Linked DNA regions of Mus musculus: all the other regions are linked to region 2. The links are chromatin contacts, called in public capture Hi-C and promoter capture Hi-C maps. All regions are on one chromosome and are shown on one strand. Each heading gives the region's core, a stretch centred on a gene start, on an enhancer-like site or on the middle of the called end of the contact. The rest is flanking DNA. Distances are from core to core; before and after follow the strand shown.

Region 1 (4,887 bases), core at 1,963-4,462, about 11 Mb after region 2:
TGATGCACACTGATGCATGCAAGTGGAAGTCAGAGGGCAGCCTGTGGGAGTTCTTTCCTTTCACCACCTGCGTTCCAGGAACTAAAAGGAACTAACCCCAAGTCTTCAGGTTCAATAGCAGACACCTTTACCTGCTGAGCCATCCTACCAGGGTGGCCTGGAATTCACAATGTAGCTAGACAAGGATGACTCTGAACTTGTAATTCTAATGCCTTCACCTCCCAAGTACTGGGATCAATCACAAGCATCAACTACCACGCCTGGTTTTATCCAGGGCTGGGGCTGGAACTCAGGGTCTCCTGCATGCAGGCCTAAGAGCCCAGAGCTCTGCTCTTAATGGGGATTAAGCTGACACTTTTCCCCATCTTAACTATGAAAGCATCTCTCCCATTTTTATTGGTCTGTACCAATAAAATGGTACTGCAAATGGCTCTGCAAACTGGGCTAGAAGATAGCAGATGCTCCTGTCCCAAAACTATGGCCTCAGTGTGTATTAAACAAATGTCAACAGAGAATAAAAATATATATATATATATATATGAAATAACTTTTTTTTCACCAAGGTCACATTGGCTTTTTGGGGTTTTTTCCCATTTATTTTATTTATTTATCTATTTATTTATTCATGTCACATACTCATTACAGCCCCCTTTCTCCTCCCGGCCCCCCTCACATAGCTTCCCCCACCCCCTCCCCTTCTCCTCTGATAAAAGAGAAGCCCCCCTGGTTACCAACCCACTCTGGAACATCAAGTCACTGCAGGACCAAGCGCATTCTCTCCACTGAGGCCAGACAAGGCAGCCCAGTTAGGGACACAGGATCCACAGGCAGGCATCAGTCAGGAACTCTGTCCCTGCTCCAGTTGTCTATGAAGACCAAGCTGCACATCTGCTACGTATGTGTGGAGGGCCCAGGTCCAGCCTTTGTTTGCTCTTTCGTGGGTGGTTCGGTCTCTGGGAGACCCCAAGGGTCCAGGTTACTTGGTTCTGTTGGTCTTCCTGTGGTGTTCTCTCCAGGCCCCTCAAACTTTGTTTTTATTTATTTATTTATTTATTTATTTTTGTCTATTTCATTTGGTTTGCATTTTTGAGACAGGATCTCTAGCCCCAGTTGGCATCAAACTCACTATGTAGTTGAAGATAACCTTGCATCCTTCTGCCTCCATGTCCCAAGACCTGGAACTACAGGCGTGTACCAGCTTGCTTGCCGGGTTTTCCTCAGGGCCAGGGATCCGACCCAGGTTAGGAAAGTGCTCTACCAAATGAGCTCCACCCCTATTCCCCAGTTTGGTTCTTCCCTGCCTTTGTGCTGCTGTGGAACCCAGAGCCTCCGAGCCGCGTGTGTGCACACTTGTGCATACAACTGCTCTGCCGGAGGAACTACCATCAGCCCATCGAGGCACTGGGAGAAATCAGGCTCTGAAATAAACCAGATCAAGTTTTCCAGGCCAAACTGTGAGCCTCAGGCTGTGTTCACACTCCTTGAAACAAAGCACCCGCCCCAAGTCTCAGAAGCCTACCTGGCCTGATTTTCTACTAGCAAATTAAAATGATTGGCTGCAAACTCCATCATCCGCCTGTACTTCTCAAACTGAACATGGCTTTTCCCCCAGAGCAAGAGAGGGGGTGGGAAAGGAAAAACACCCCAGGGAACAAACCTCCTTTTGAAAGCACAGAGTTGATGGGGCGTAAGGATTGCAGACTCCCATCTCTGGTCCTCTGGCATCATGTTAAAAAAAAAAAAAGAAAAAAGACTGGGGATTTCAAGATTCATTTCACAGGCCCTGGGAAAACTACCAACAATAATCATGATACAGAAGATGAATAGCAATATTAGTATTCAACTTGTGATAAAAAAAAATAGGATTATTTCCTATGTATTGGAGGTTCCTGAAGTATGCCAATTTCCAGAGACAAGTGGTGGTTGCCAGGGGCTGGGGGAGGAGGGAATGGGGAGATACTGTACACTGCTGTACAGCTTCAGTTTTACAAGATCAAAGAGAGTTTAGAGTACTTGCCTAGCAGGAGAAAAGCCCTGAGTTCTAAGCCTAGCACTACAAACTGAGGGAGCAGGCAGGGAAGGGGAAAAAAAAAAAAAACAAAAAAAACCCTAACCTAAGGCTAGGCTGAGGTTGACTAAATTCATCACAAATTTAAGATCTGAGGGGAGAAATACACACAACTCTCAGCTTGGCAGCTTTCATTTACCCGGAACCGCACTGCTAGTGGTTAGAAACTATGCCTTTGAAAAGAAATCTGCATTTCCTTTCTGTTCTGCAATTACTAGCAGGGACCTTCCAACAACTCACTGGACATCTCTGACTTTCACCTACATAGTAACAAACTACAAATCCCTCCGCAGAGGACTATGAGTCTGAGGACATAACAAAACCTCAGTAATACGGTAGTTAGCCCTGACTAATGTATTCTTACTATGAATGTGAGCAGTGAGTTACTGTTTTATGATGATTACTTAAAAGTCAGCAACAACGAAATTAGTATCATCAGGTCGAGAAGAGCATTAGAAGATTTGGTTTTAAGAGGAAAGGTGACCCAAGATACAGTCAGAAGACATGAGCTTCCAGAATGGTCTTGCGCATTCAGATTTCTTCCCTGGCGGTCACGGGCTGGCGTGACCCTGGAACCAACTCCCTCGCCGCCCAGGCATCTTGGCGAGGTGGGTGCGAAGGTCGGAAGAGGCAGGCTGGCTGCAGAGCCCCTCCTGAGCCCGAGGCGCTGACAACGTGCAAGGATTGTGCAAGAGAATCGTTCGTACCAAAACCAAGTGCTCCGCACCGCACTCCTCCTGAACACCTGCCACTCAGGCCATCAAGGATGCTGCAAGGAAGCTGCAAGCTTCTCCTAGGCCCTGCAAGACCCTAAGAAAAGGCATCCCCAAACAACCTGGGTGGCAGGTTTATAAATACCCCCCTGCACATGCGCAATGAGACTACACTGCGCCTGCGCCATGGCGGAGAGTCAGACCATAAAAAAAGGTTCCGAGGCCCTGCAGGACACTTGCGGTCTGCGGTAATCATGGCCCAGGGCCCCGCGCTGCTTACCTCGTAGTGCTTCATGGTTCTTCCACAGGATGGCACCTGCTCTGCTGCAACTGAGTGGCCGCCGTACCGCACCAAACACCACCCAGCTCCACACACACTCGGGGAGCAGCACTCCCGGACTCCGGCTCCGCCCCCCTCTATGCGTGCGTCCCTCCTGCCAATCAGCGTGGGGTGCACCCACTGCTCGCGCCACACAACTGACCAATCAGATTTCTCGATCCAAGGAGCGCAGCGGACCCCCTCCCCCCCACTTTGGCAAGCAAGATTAAAACCCGGCCACCCACCAATCAAAAGGAAGCCTGGGCGCCGCGCGCCCTCTGGCTCCGCCCATTGCAGTGTTGCGGTGGAAATCCAGCGACGTCAGGCTGAGGGGTCAATGCGGCAAAACGAGAACAAAGAGCTGCGTGGCCCGGAGAGCCAGGCTTGGGGTGAATTCGTAGATGTAGAGAAGCTCATCTAAGAGATGAGACCTCAGATTATCATCCATCACCAGGACCCTTGAAAGGACTCCAGATATCACGAATGGAGAAAGGAAAAGAAAACCTGCACCGCATTCTACAGGTGCCCCTCCTAAAACAGCTCCTGTCAGTTGAGCTGGCCCTAGAAGCAAAACCACCTTTGTCTCTGCCTGCGTTATCGTGTACAGTTTGGTTACTACTGGCCACATGTAGCTACTGAGCCCTTGAAATATACAGGAAAAAAATGACAGGTGCTGCCAGTCTAAAAATACAGGACATCAGAGAACAGTGCAGAGAAAGACGACATTACAGGGGCTGGTGAGATGGCTCAGTGGGTAAGAGCACCAACTACTCTTCCAAAGGTACTGAGTTCAAATCCCAACAACCACATGGTGGCTCACAACCACCCATAATGAGATCTGATGCCCTCTTCTGGTGCGTTTGAAGACAGCTACAGTGAACTTATTTTAATAAATAAATCTTTGGACCGGAGCAAGTGGGGTTGGCCAGAGCAAGCAGAGGTGTAGAGGTCCTAAATTCAATTCCCAACAATCACATTAAGGTTCACAACCATCTGTACAACTACAGTGTGTACTCATATATATAGAATAAATAAATCTTAAAAAAAAAAAGACATTACAAATGAAGGCATTTGGTATCCTACCTAATGGGCTCAATTCAATCCCAGGGACCCACATAATGTAAGGCCGGAACAGAGACACCATGGCACATGTGCAAGCACACATATACACACACTCTCATAAGTAAATATAAAATGTTAAAAGCCTAGTGCAGCCAGATTCTGCTTGCTGTAGTCTGCAGCCTGAATATATATATGTATATACTGCAGGAATAAATGTTCAGACATGGCATTTAGGGTTAGTTTAATAATATTATATAACAGGCCCAATAAAATTGTAGACTTTCTTGCCAGAAAAAGGGGGGAGGGGCTGTGGATCAGAACAGACGTTTTCAGTAGAAGAAATACAAATGGCTAACATATATCTCAAAGTATTCATCATTCTTTAGAGTTAGAGAAACAGAAATTAAACTTTGAGGCTTCATCTCATCTCTGTCAGAATGGATAAAACCAATAAAACAACCATTAACAAATTCTAGAGGGCGTGTAGGGAAAGGTAACCCCTTGTTCACTGCTGGGAGGATTGCAAACTGGTGTAGCCACTATGGAAATAAGTTTGAGAATTCTCAAAAAGCCAAAAAAATAAACCATATAATCCAGCTATACTGCTCCTTGGCATATGACCAAAGGACTTCTCACTCCACAGATACTTGCTCAGCCATGTTGGCTGCCATACACAGTAGCTAGGAAATACAACGTACGTAAACATTCTCTGATCGACGGCTGGC
Region 2 (4,858 bases), core at 1,892-4,391:
TTTACACAAGTCCCGTATGTGTACACACACACACACACACACACACACACACACACACACACACACACACACTGATAAATAAATGAATAAATAAATACATGCAATGAACAAAATTAGATGTTTTAGTCAAATGTGCTCTGCAGCAAATAATGCCCTCTGAAGAATATGAAGGCCGGCCACCTACCAGGAAAAAAAATCTTTCCAAACCTGGTGGCCCAAGCAGGGCCATAGGTTCAGACAAAGGACACAAAGCCAACCAGAAGCAAACAAAACAACCCATTTGAAACTATTCAAAAGACTGAGGCCTGCACAAAGGGCTTAGAGGAGCTAAAAGAAAAGATATGCAGAAAGAGAAAAAACGCATTTCAAAAGCTCCCCCTGGCCATAGGTGTGGTGCAAATGAGGGGATGTGCACCTGATGAAAAGAGGTGCAGGAGGTGGTTCCTGCCTGGGAGCTGCTTGGCACTGCTAGACTCTGACAGTGTGCGTGTGCGTGCGTGTGCGTGTGGGCTCCAGGGGGATCACTTCAGCTCACTCCCCCTACTTTGTGGGCCCCCTGGGGATTGAACTCAAGCTGTCAGGCTTAGTTTGAAACATCCTTTTGAGTCATCTGCACAGCTCTGGCTCTGAGCTACTGATCTATTGATCGTCTGGCTGCAGCCTCGCCACAGTGCTGAGATGACAGGCGTGTTCTAGTGCTCTTGAATATCTGGGTCCCCAGATACTCAAACCACGTAGTAAAAGGCCATGGATGCCCTGGAGTTGAAGTTACAGGCCCCACGTGGGTGTGAGGAACCACTCTTAAGCACTGAGCCAGCTCTTCATCTCTCCCACAGGCTTTACAACACCACTGGGTGGGTTATACCCAACACCACAGAACAGATTTGGCTGTCATGTTACTTTGTGTTAATTAGGAATGATTAAAAAAAAAAAAAAAAACTTCCTGTGTTCAGACTCAGTCCCCTACTGATCCCCAGGACAGGTGGTGTGGTGGCCAGTCTTTTTGTTTTTGTTTTTTGTTTTTTGTTTTTTTGTTTTTTTTGAGACAGGGTTTCTTGTGTAGCCCTGGCTGTCCAGGAATTTACTTTGTAGACCAGGCTGGCCTCGAACTCAGAAATCCACCTGCCTCTGCCTCCCAAGTGCTGCGATTAAAGGCGTGCGCCAACACGCCCGGCAGGTGTGGCCTGTTATACCAGCACTTTGGAGGCAGAGGCAGGAAGATGGCCATCCTGGACTATATAAGAAAAGACTATAAGATATAAGAAAAACCTATTACACACACACTGCAAATAAAAACAGAACTCCCTCCTCCAGAATCCTTAACGTTGGGAAATGACCCAAATCTTATCATTTGTTCCTTAGTAACGGGAAACTGAGACACACACACTCAGGGTGTTGTTCAGATCTGAATACACCACATGGCTCACTTTTGCTCCATGTGAAACACACATGGTATTCCCCGCTCTGTGGTGACAGGCTGAGGTGGGTCCCCGGTCCTAGAGGACTTGTTAGATCTTCCTTAACCAAGCCAGTGTTTCAGCCTCACATTCTGCCTCCATGAGTGTGTGATCTCTCTACTTTGATGTTTTGTGGAAAGGACCTGTGGACAGTTGGGGCTGATGTTACAGACCAGTGTCTGTAGTTCGCCAATGTTTCTGCTCCAAAGTCACAGAAGTGGACAAGGGGCTGGGTGTGGAATCTGCCACCCCCTATTCCTGCTGGAATCACTGCACCCAACTACACAAGCTTGACTGCACCCCTCAGCCTCCTGGTTTCAGGTCACAGCTTCAATGCCCTCCCTCTCTCTATTACCCTCTTGCTTTCTCCAGAGCTTACCTCAATGTTTGCCTCCGGGGTTAAGGTCAAAATTGCACCAATGTCCTTCCCCAGGCTCACCACATACTTCCTCCTCTTCCACTGTTCCTTTTTTTTTTCTGTTTAGGCCCCTTGGGTATTATGCATATTTATTTGATGTGCCCATCCCCCACTGAGTATCCCTTGCAAGTCTTGACAGTCAGACAACAGCTCTTCCCTGCACTAGAAGGATTTATGTGAGGTGTATGTTTGTGGGAGGTGAAAGGTCCCAGAGACTCAGTACTGTATTTATGTATCTAGTGTAAATTGTAATTATTACATGCTATTGTGTATTTGCACGTGCGCCAGTGCACTGTGAGGTCTAAGGACAACTTATGGGAACGGATTCTCTCCCCCTTTTGGGAACTGAGCTCCTTGGATGAGGCTTGTAAGCAGACACTAAGCCATCATGCCTGCCTCTAGTGTTTGCTTCTTTTTTAAGACACGGTCTCTTGTAGCCAAAGGGGCCTTGAACCTAATGCTTTCAACCTCCTAAATGTTCTGAAGACAAGCATATACCACCATGCCATGGTGTCTGCCTCTGTGTGTGTGTGTGTGTCTCCTTCCCTCCCTCCCTCCCTCCCTCCCTCCCTCCCTCCCTCCCTCCCTCCCTCCCTCCCTCCCTCCCTCCCTCCCTCCCTCCCATCTCTCTCTCTCTCTCTCTCTCTCTCTCTCTCCCTCTCTCTCTCTTTCTCTCTCTGTGTCTATCTCTCTCCCTCTGTGTGTGTGTGTGTGTGTGTGTGTGTGTGTGTGTGTATTAAGGGGGCTACGATGCTCCAGGCTGGCCTCAACTCCCTTCTAGGCAGGCCCCAAACTTCATCCTTCTTGTCTTAGCTTCCAAGGTAGCTTAAACAAAGATTTCACAGAGCGTTCCCTGGGTGAGCACTGTGACCCCAGACTCCCCATGCATCGGTCCAGGTTTCCAGGGGCTTGAGGCTGGGGAGATACCGGGAAAGCCTCGTCACCCGTGTTCCCCGCGGAGTCCCAGGTGCCACCCCCTCCCCCGCCCCCCGCGCGCGCTAACTATGCTGTTGTGCCTGGTTTGTTGACGCCGTCGCCATAGGGACGGTCGGGGGCGGGGCCCGGCCGCGGGGGCGGGGCTTGAGGAGCGCAGTCCGGGCTCCCGCAGTAGCCGCCACAGCCACCACCGCCAGGCTTATATACCGCGGCTAAATTTAGGCTGAGCCCGGAGCTCGTCCCCATCCGGGACGCGTTTCCGTCGACGCCTCCTAGCCCGGCCCTCTGTGCCTGCCGCGCCTATAAGGCCTGGGTGGGCCGGGCCACAGCACACACAGTCCCTGCCATGGCGCTCAGCGAGCCTATCTTGCCGTCCTTTGCCACTTTCGCCAGCCCGTGCGAGCGCGGCCTCCAGGAGGTGAGGGCAGCGAGGGTCCGCGGGCGGCGGGGTAGCAAGGTACCAGGCTACAGGGTGCAGGAGCCAGTACTGGAGATGACAAGGTCCAGGGTGCTGACCGCCTCAGGGAGTTAGACTTCAGGCTGTGGGACAGGAGGTGGGTGCAGGGACTGAGGACACGCGCGCTGAAGGGATGCCGTGCACCGGGTGCAGATCTTGAGGGCCTAGTTGTTAGACTTTGGGGTGCAGGGTAGCAGGAGGCACCCCCACTCACGTCCCGCGCCCTGTCTCCTGCAGCGCTGGCCGCGAAATGAACCCGAGGCGGGCGGCACGGATGAGGACCTAAACAACGTGTTGGACTTCATCCTCTCCATGGGATTGGACGGTCTGGGCGCCGAAAATCCTCCCGAGCCCCCGCCGCAGCCCCCGCCGCCTGCCTTCTACTACCCGGAGCCGGGTGCTCCGCCGCCCTACAGCATCCCCGCGGCCAGCCTGGGAACAGAGCTGCTGCGCCCCGACCTGGACCCGCCTCAGGGGCCGGCTCTGCACGGCCGCTTCCTCCTCGCGCCTCCCGGGCGGCTAGTGAAGGCCGAGCCCCCCGAGGTGGACGGCGGCGGCTACGGCTGCGCTCCGGGCCTGGCCCACGGACCGCGCGGGCTGAAGCTCGAGGGCGCCCCAGGAGCGACAGGTGCATGCATGCGGGGTCCCGCCGGCCGCCCCCCGCCGCCCCCGGACACGCCGCCGCTCAGCCCCGACGGCCCCCTGCGCATCCCGGCGTCCGGTCCCCGCAACCCGTTCCCGCCGCCCTTCGGTCCCGGCCCCAGCTTCGGCGGTCCCGGCCCCGCGTTGCACTACGGGCCTCCCGCGCCTGGCGCCTTCGGTCTTTTCGAGGACGCGGCGGCAGCGGCGGCGGCGCTGGGCTTGGCTCCACCTGCCACGCGCGGTCTCCTCACGCCGCCCTCGTCCCCGCTGGAGCTGCTGGAGGCCAAGCCCAAACGCGGCCGCCGCTCCTGGCCCCGCAAGCGCGCCGCCACACATACTTGCAGCTACACCAACTGCGGCAAGACCTACACCAAGAGCTCGCACCTAAAGGCGCATCTGCGTACACACACAGGTGGGCGCCTGGCCTCATTCCCGGGATCTGCGGCAGGGGGATGGCCGCGAGTTCAGGAACAGGCTAGGTTACAGAGGAAGACCCTGTCCATCCTCCAGAAGGGAAATGGATACTGTCCCCAGAGTCTATGACACTGCCAAGGGGGTGTGGCAGTTTAATGGGTTGGCTCCGAGGGACTCAGGTCTCAAGAATTCGGGACATAATTAAGAAGCTGTGGAGGGCTGGGCTGGGGCTTAGCACTGCATATAAAGTTTGGCATGGTGGCCTGAGCCTGTCATCTCAGTACTGAGCAGAAGAATCAGGAATTCAGACCTAATCTCAGAATGTTAGGGGAGGAATGCACCTGAGCCTGCTAGTGGTCAGCTTCAGGAGCCCAAGGTTCTCTGTTTAGATTAGATGTGGGATGGAGATGAGAGGGAGAGGGCAGTGCTATCCGGTGCAGGGTGCCCAGAGCAGGCTTTCGGGGAAATTGAGGCTCAATGTCATTCCTCTCTGATGCAGGTGAGAAGCCTTATCATTGCAACTGGGAAGGATGC
Region 3 (4,871 bases), core at 1,505-4,004, about 12 Mb after region 2:
ATACAGAGAGAAAACCTGTTCCTAGTGATACACCACCTCCAAAAAGACCACACATCCTGAGCCTTCTTAAACAGTTCCACCATCTAGGAGCCAGGCACTCAAATATACAAGCATATGGGAGCCATTCTCATTTGAACCACCATACTTGGGAACAGTTGGGATTGAAGTACATGAACCCATAGTTTCTTTTTCCTTTTTTGTTCTTTTGGGGTGGGGGCACTGTGTATAGCTGGTTGTCCTGGAATGTCAGGAGTTCTCAAACTCACAGAGATCTTTCTGCTTCTGCCTCTTGAATGCTGAGATTAAAGGAGTGTGCCACTACACCCAGCTGTTTTTCTAAAGATTCATTTATTTTTATGTACTATTGTTTTGCTTGGCTATATGTATGCACAGCACATGACTGCCTAGTGTAATCAATGGTAAGAAGAGAGTTTTGGATCCCCTGGAGCTGAAGCTATCTATAGACGATTGTGAGTTGCCATGCCACCTGTAGGCTGGAAACCAAACTTGGGTCCTCTGGGGTTTCTTGTTTGGGTTTTGTTTTATTGTTTTTGTTGTTGTTGTTGTTTCAAGACAGTGTCTCTCTATGTTGTCTGGCTGTCCTGGAACTCAATCTGTAGACAAGGCTGGTCTCAAACTCACAGAGATCTGCCTGCCTCTTAATTGCTGAATAATTGTTCCAGCATTAAAATAAAAATCCTTAAATAATAAGGATATATATTCTTTTTTTTTTTTTTTTTTTTTTGGTTTTTCGAGACAGGGTTTCTCTGTATAGCCTTGGCTGTCCTGGAACTCACTTTGTAGACCAGGCTGGCCTCGAACTCAGAAATCTGCCTGCCTCTGCCTCCCGAGTGCTGGGATTAAAGGCGTGCACCACCACGCCCAGCTAAGAATATATATTCTTAAATATTATATACTTAAACAATATGAGTGCAGATGCTTACAGAGACCAGAGGACGGTATCAGATCCTTTGAAGCTAGAGCGGGTTGGAAGTCAGGTCCTCTGCAAGAGCAGTATACTCTTAAAGCACTGAACCACTTCTCTAGCCCTCAAATTCCTCATCTCACAAGAATGGCCTTGAACTCCTAACCTGCCTCCTAAGTGCTGAAATTACTGGCTTACATTTTCTTTTTTTTTTTAATATTTATTTATTTATTATATGTAAGTACACTGTAGCTGTCTTCAGACACACCAGAAGAGGGAGTCAGATCTTGTTACAGATGGTTGTAAGCCACCATGTGGTTGCTGGGATTTGAACTCAGGACCTTCAGAAGAGCAGTCGGGTGCTCTTACCTGCTGAGCCATCTCACCAGCCCCTTACATTTTCAACTATAAATTTTGTGAAATATAAAAGGTCAGATACCTCTTTCAAATAAAAGTGGACAGTCCCATGCTAGGTTACAGACCTGTTTGAAATGTGAAACACATACAGGATCCCAAAGACTTCTCAATGAGTAAAAAGGTGCAGGATAGCTCATTGGTGTTTTTAGAATGGTCATATTTGAAATGATTATTTTTGTCCTATTTAGTTAAGTGTCTATTAAAAATCATATTCATTGCTTCTTGGCCTTTTTGCATTGGCCAAGTATGAAAACTAATTTACTTACTTCCCCAAACTCACTGTGTAGATCAGGCTGGCCCACAGAAGTCTGCCTACCTCTGAGTCCTGAGATTAATGGCACGCATCTACCTTTCCATTTTGTTTTAACCTTTAAAAGATGTGATTGGTAAAGGTTGTGTAAGAAGCTATGACAGGGTATAAAGAACCAGAAAGTAAGGAGAAAAGGTAAGTTTCACAGACAGCGGCAGTTAACTGGTTTGGTTTTGGATCAGGGTTTCTCTGTGTAGCCCTGGCTGTCCTAGAACTTGCTCTGCAGACCAGGCTGGCCTCGAACTCACAGGTCCACCTGCCTCTGCCTCCCGTGTGCTGGGATAAAAAGCGTGCGTCACCGAGCCCGGGCTGAAAGACAGAGTGCAGAGGCAGGATTCAAACCCTGGTCTGTCCACGAACCAGAACTCCCTTCGGACTGAGACTCGATCCTGTATCCCCTCTCATCGCTACGCCATCTTGTCTCAGGGGTGATCTAAACCTTCTCGACAGTCTCCTCGACCATGATTTTCAAAGGTAGGAACCCCTCAGGGTAGTCCCCAGAAACGCTCACCTGCTGACAGCCGCCTAAACCGCCCAGGCCACTCTCTCCTCCTTAAAGCTTTTCACTGTGAGGGTGTGCGATTTCCACAGCTCTCCAGCCCGGCGTTCCTCACGCCCACCATAATAGCCAATCACGTCTCAGAAACCCGCTTACGGCCACGCCCACGATCGATACTCAATCACTGCGAGTGCGAGTGCCGTCTTCTCAGCGCGTTTTAGTGAGAGTCGCGCGCCACCGTTCGGCCGTTGGTGGCGCTGCTCTCTGTGAGGTGCGTCTACCGGAAAAGCGGAACGAGGGGCGGGGGATGCCGGTGCGGTAACCCTTGGGATTGGACAAGAGAAGTTCCGCGCTCTAACTCCGCCCACCCCGGAGCGAGCTATTCCAGTCGGAGACTCCAGGGATTGGTTCCCGATAGACCTTTACGAAGCTAAGAGATTAACGTTCCGCCTCCTGGGGCCCGTGAAGAGGGAGCTTCTCTGATTGGTCTGAGGGTCCAGGCGCGCGCCTGAAGACGCCTCGAGATTGGCTGATGGCTCGCGCCGTCATCGGTCCTTAGCGGCGATTGGCTGGAAGGCGGAGCCGGCTATTTGAAGGGAGCGCGCTGAGCGGAGGAGCGCTTCAGAGGGAAGAGTTGGGAGACGCAGGGAGGTTTCCGTCCTGTCGTCCCCCCCTTCTTCTCTGTCGCAAGTCACTGTGAAGAAGTCTCCACAGCAGCTGCGGCTCCCGGGCGCGGTGATGGCCAAGGTGTCGGTGCTGAATGTGGCTGTGCTGGAGAACCCGAGCCCTTTCCACAGCCCCTTCCGGTTCGAGATCAGCTTCGAATGCAGTGAGGCCCTGTCTGACGGTGAGGCCGGGCCTGAGCCGGGGACCCCAGACCCTCCTGCCCTCGGGGTTTCGCCACCCCCAATCTCCCGGGGCCAACTAGATCTCCCATTAGATACGCCTCCATGGCCCAGCTCCGGTCTCTCGGTGGAGCCGGCTCTGTCCAGTGTACATTGTCTGGTGGAGGCCTCGTCACCCTTCGTCTTGCACCGCTTGTCCTTGTACGCTTTCCCTGGAGACCCGCAGCCACGCCTTTTCCCTATGGCTAGACCCCGCGTTGATGCCCTTCCTCCTAAGAAACCATCCACGTGTCCTATGGAATCCCAACCTCCAGTCCCGTCCCCCCCCCTTTTCCTTGTGGGTATCTTTTCCTACAAAGCAGCCAGACTCTTCTGTTGCCCTGTCCGCCCATGTCAAGACCTTCTTCACCCCATGGCTCCCAAAAACCCCCTCCCCAGACAACTCCAGATTTGTCCCCCACAACTCCTGCTTGCCAACCGTAACAACATGGTGTTGCCTATAAGCCTTCTTCCTTTAGGTTAGTCCCAGATCCTATGTCTGAGCTCCCTCTGAGGAGAGATGGGGGCTTCTGACTCCAGGCTTTGTAGGTAACTTGGTCTCCCCAGCTCCTGGTCTGGGTGAATGTCCTGAGGTGAGGGGTGCCACAGCCAGGCAGGCCTCTTCCAGTTTCTGAGATTTCTACTAGCTGCCAGCTAACTCAGTGCAAGGAACCCCTCATCCCTTTTGATGGGCTGACCTTGTCTGGGGAGTGGGTGGACTGACCAAACAGGGATGGGATCCAACTTCCATCAACTGGGAGGCCACGGGCTTTTGTGGATCTTTCACAGAATGACTTAATTCATCTGTGGGACATAAAGGTGGACATGGCTCTCATCACACAGATGAGAGAACAAGAGCCATAAAGAGCAAAAGACTTTCAAATAAATCCATGAACATGTAAACTGTGAAGTCACTTTGGATTCTCAGCTCCCCAGCAAAAGGCAAGTCCTGTTTTCAGAGGACCTGCTTTCAACACTCCACGAGACCATTTCTCTACTGAGTGTTGAAAGGATGTAGCAGCTGAGGAGGTGGAGCTCTGAGAGCCTAGGCTGTGGCAACTAGTGCCTCTTGGTGGCTGTTGGTGGTATTCAGTTAAGGCCAGCCACTCCTGTTCACTTGGAGCTGCTATGTGTGTGCTTGGGGTGGGTCAGTGGCTCAGCCTCTCCCTAGTTTCTTACCCCTTAAGTTTAAATGAATCTACTTATGACTAACTATAGAATAAGCTGGGTTAAATCCTTACTGGAACAAGGCAGGGTGTAAATAAATAAATAAAAGGTAGAGTAACAGTGTGGAATACGATTTATTTGGAAGCCAAGAGGAGATATAAGGAGCTGATAGATTAAGGGATTCACAGTTCCCAGATGCTGAGAGATCAGGTTTCAATCAGTCTGTTTGTGCTCCTTGCATTTAAAAATGGTTGCATGGTCATTGCCTAGTATTACTTTTATTCCTTATTTATAGAACCAGAACAGCGAGGCTAGAGTCAGCCTGTTGGTCATGTTTTAATAGGAGCAGGGTGATTTTTCCAAGTCAGCCAGATAGTAGTAGAAGCATTATCATTGAAGTTTGTCTCTGAGTTCTGAGTCCAGATTGTTTTTATTTATTTATTTTTTTTTTTAGTTTAATTTGTGGGTGTGGGCCAGAGAAACTGCAAGTGGTCTTTCTCAATTGCTGTCCACCTTTTTTTGTTTTGTTTTGTTTTGTTTTTTGTTTTTTGTTTTTTCCAGACAGGGTTTCTCTGTATAGTCTTGGCTGTCCTGGGACTCACTTTGTAGACCAGGCTGGCCTCGAACTCAGAAATCCGCCTGTCTCTGCCTCCCAAGTGCTGGGATTAA

What was found. Promoter capture Hi-C pulls out the DNA fragments that hold promoters and counts their contacts. Capture Hi-C pulls out chosen DNA fragments and counts their contacts.
Region 1: a promoter capture Hi-C map of cranial neural crest shows a contact between it and region 2. The contact joins the promoter of Tecr here to the promoter of Klf2 in region 2.
Region 3: a capture Hi-C map of intestinal organoids shows a contact between it and region 2, with 17 read pairs. The contact joins the promoter of Asf1b here to the promoter of Klf2 in region 2. A contact is called at or near these places in 2 of 39 promoter capture datasets (cranial neural crest and frontonasal cranial neural crest) and 1 of 9 other capture datasets (intestinal organoids).

What each region holds. Positions count from the first base shown.
Region 1 is chr8:83,591,279-83,596,165 of GRCm38.p6, forward strand. Tecr (trans-2,3-enoyl-CoA reductase) reads right to left here and starts at 3,213. Exons shown (of 13, transcript NM_134118.5): 1 at 3,062-3,213. The coding sequence starts at 3,076. The region is part of intron 2 of D830024N08Rik (a long non-coding RNA gene); the gene reads left to right.
Region 2 is chr8:72,315,921-72,320,778 of GRCm38.p6, forward strand. It overlaps Klf2 (Kruppel-like factor 2 (lung)), which reads left to right and starts at 3,142. Exons shown (of 3, transcript NM_008452.2): 1 at 3,142-3,229; 2 at 3,506-4,322; 3 at 4,824-4,858. The coding sequence starts at 3,158.
Region 3 is chr8:83,952,940-83,957,810 of GRCm38.p6, forward strand. It overlaps Asf1b (anti-silencing function 1B histone chaperone), which reads left to right and starts at 2,755. Exons shown (of 4, transcript NM_024184.2): 1 at 2,755-2,998. The coding sequence starts at 2,890. Gm10644 (predicted gene 10644) reads right to left here and starts at 2,394. Exons shown (of 5, transcript NR_169070.1): 1 at 2,164-2,394.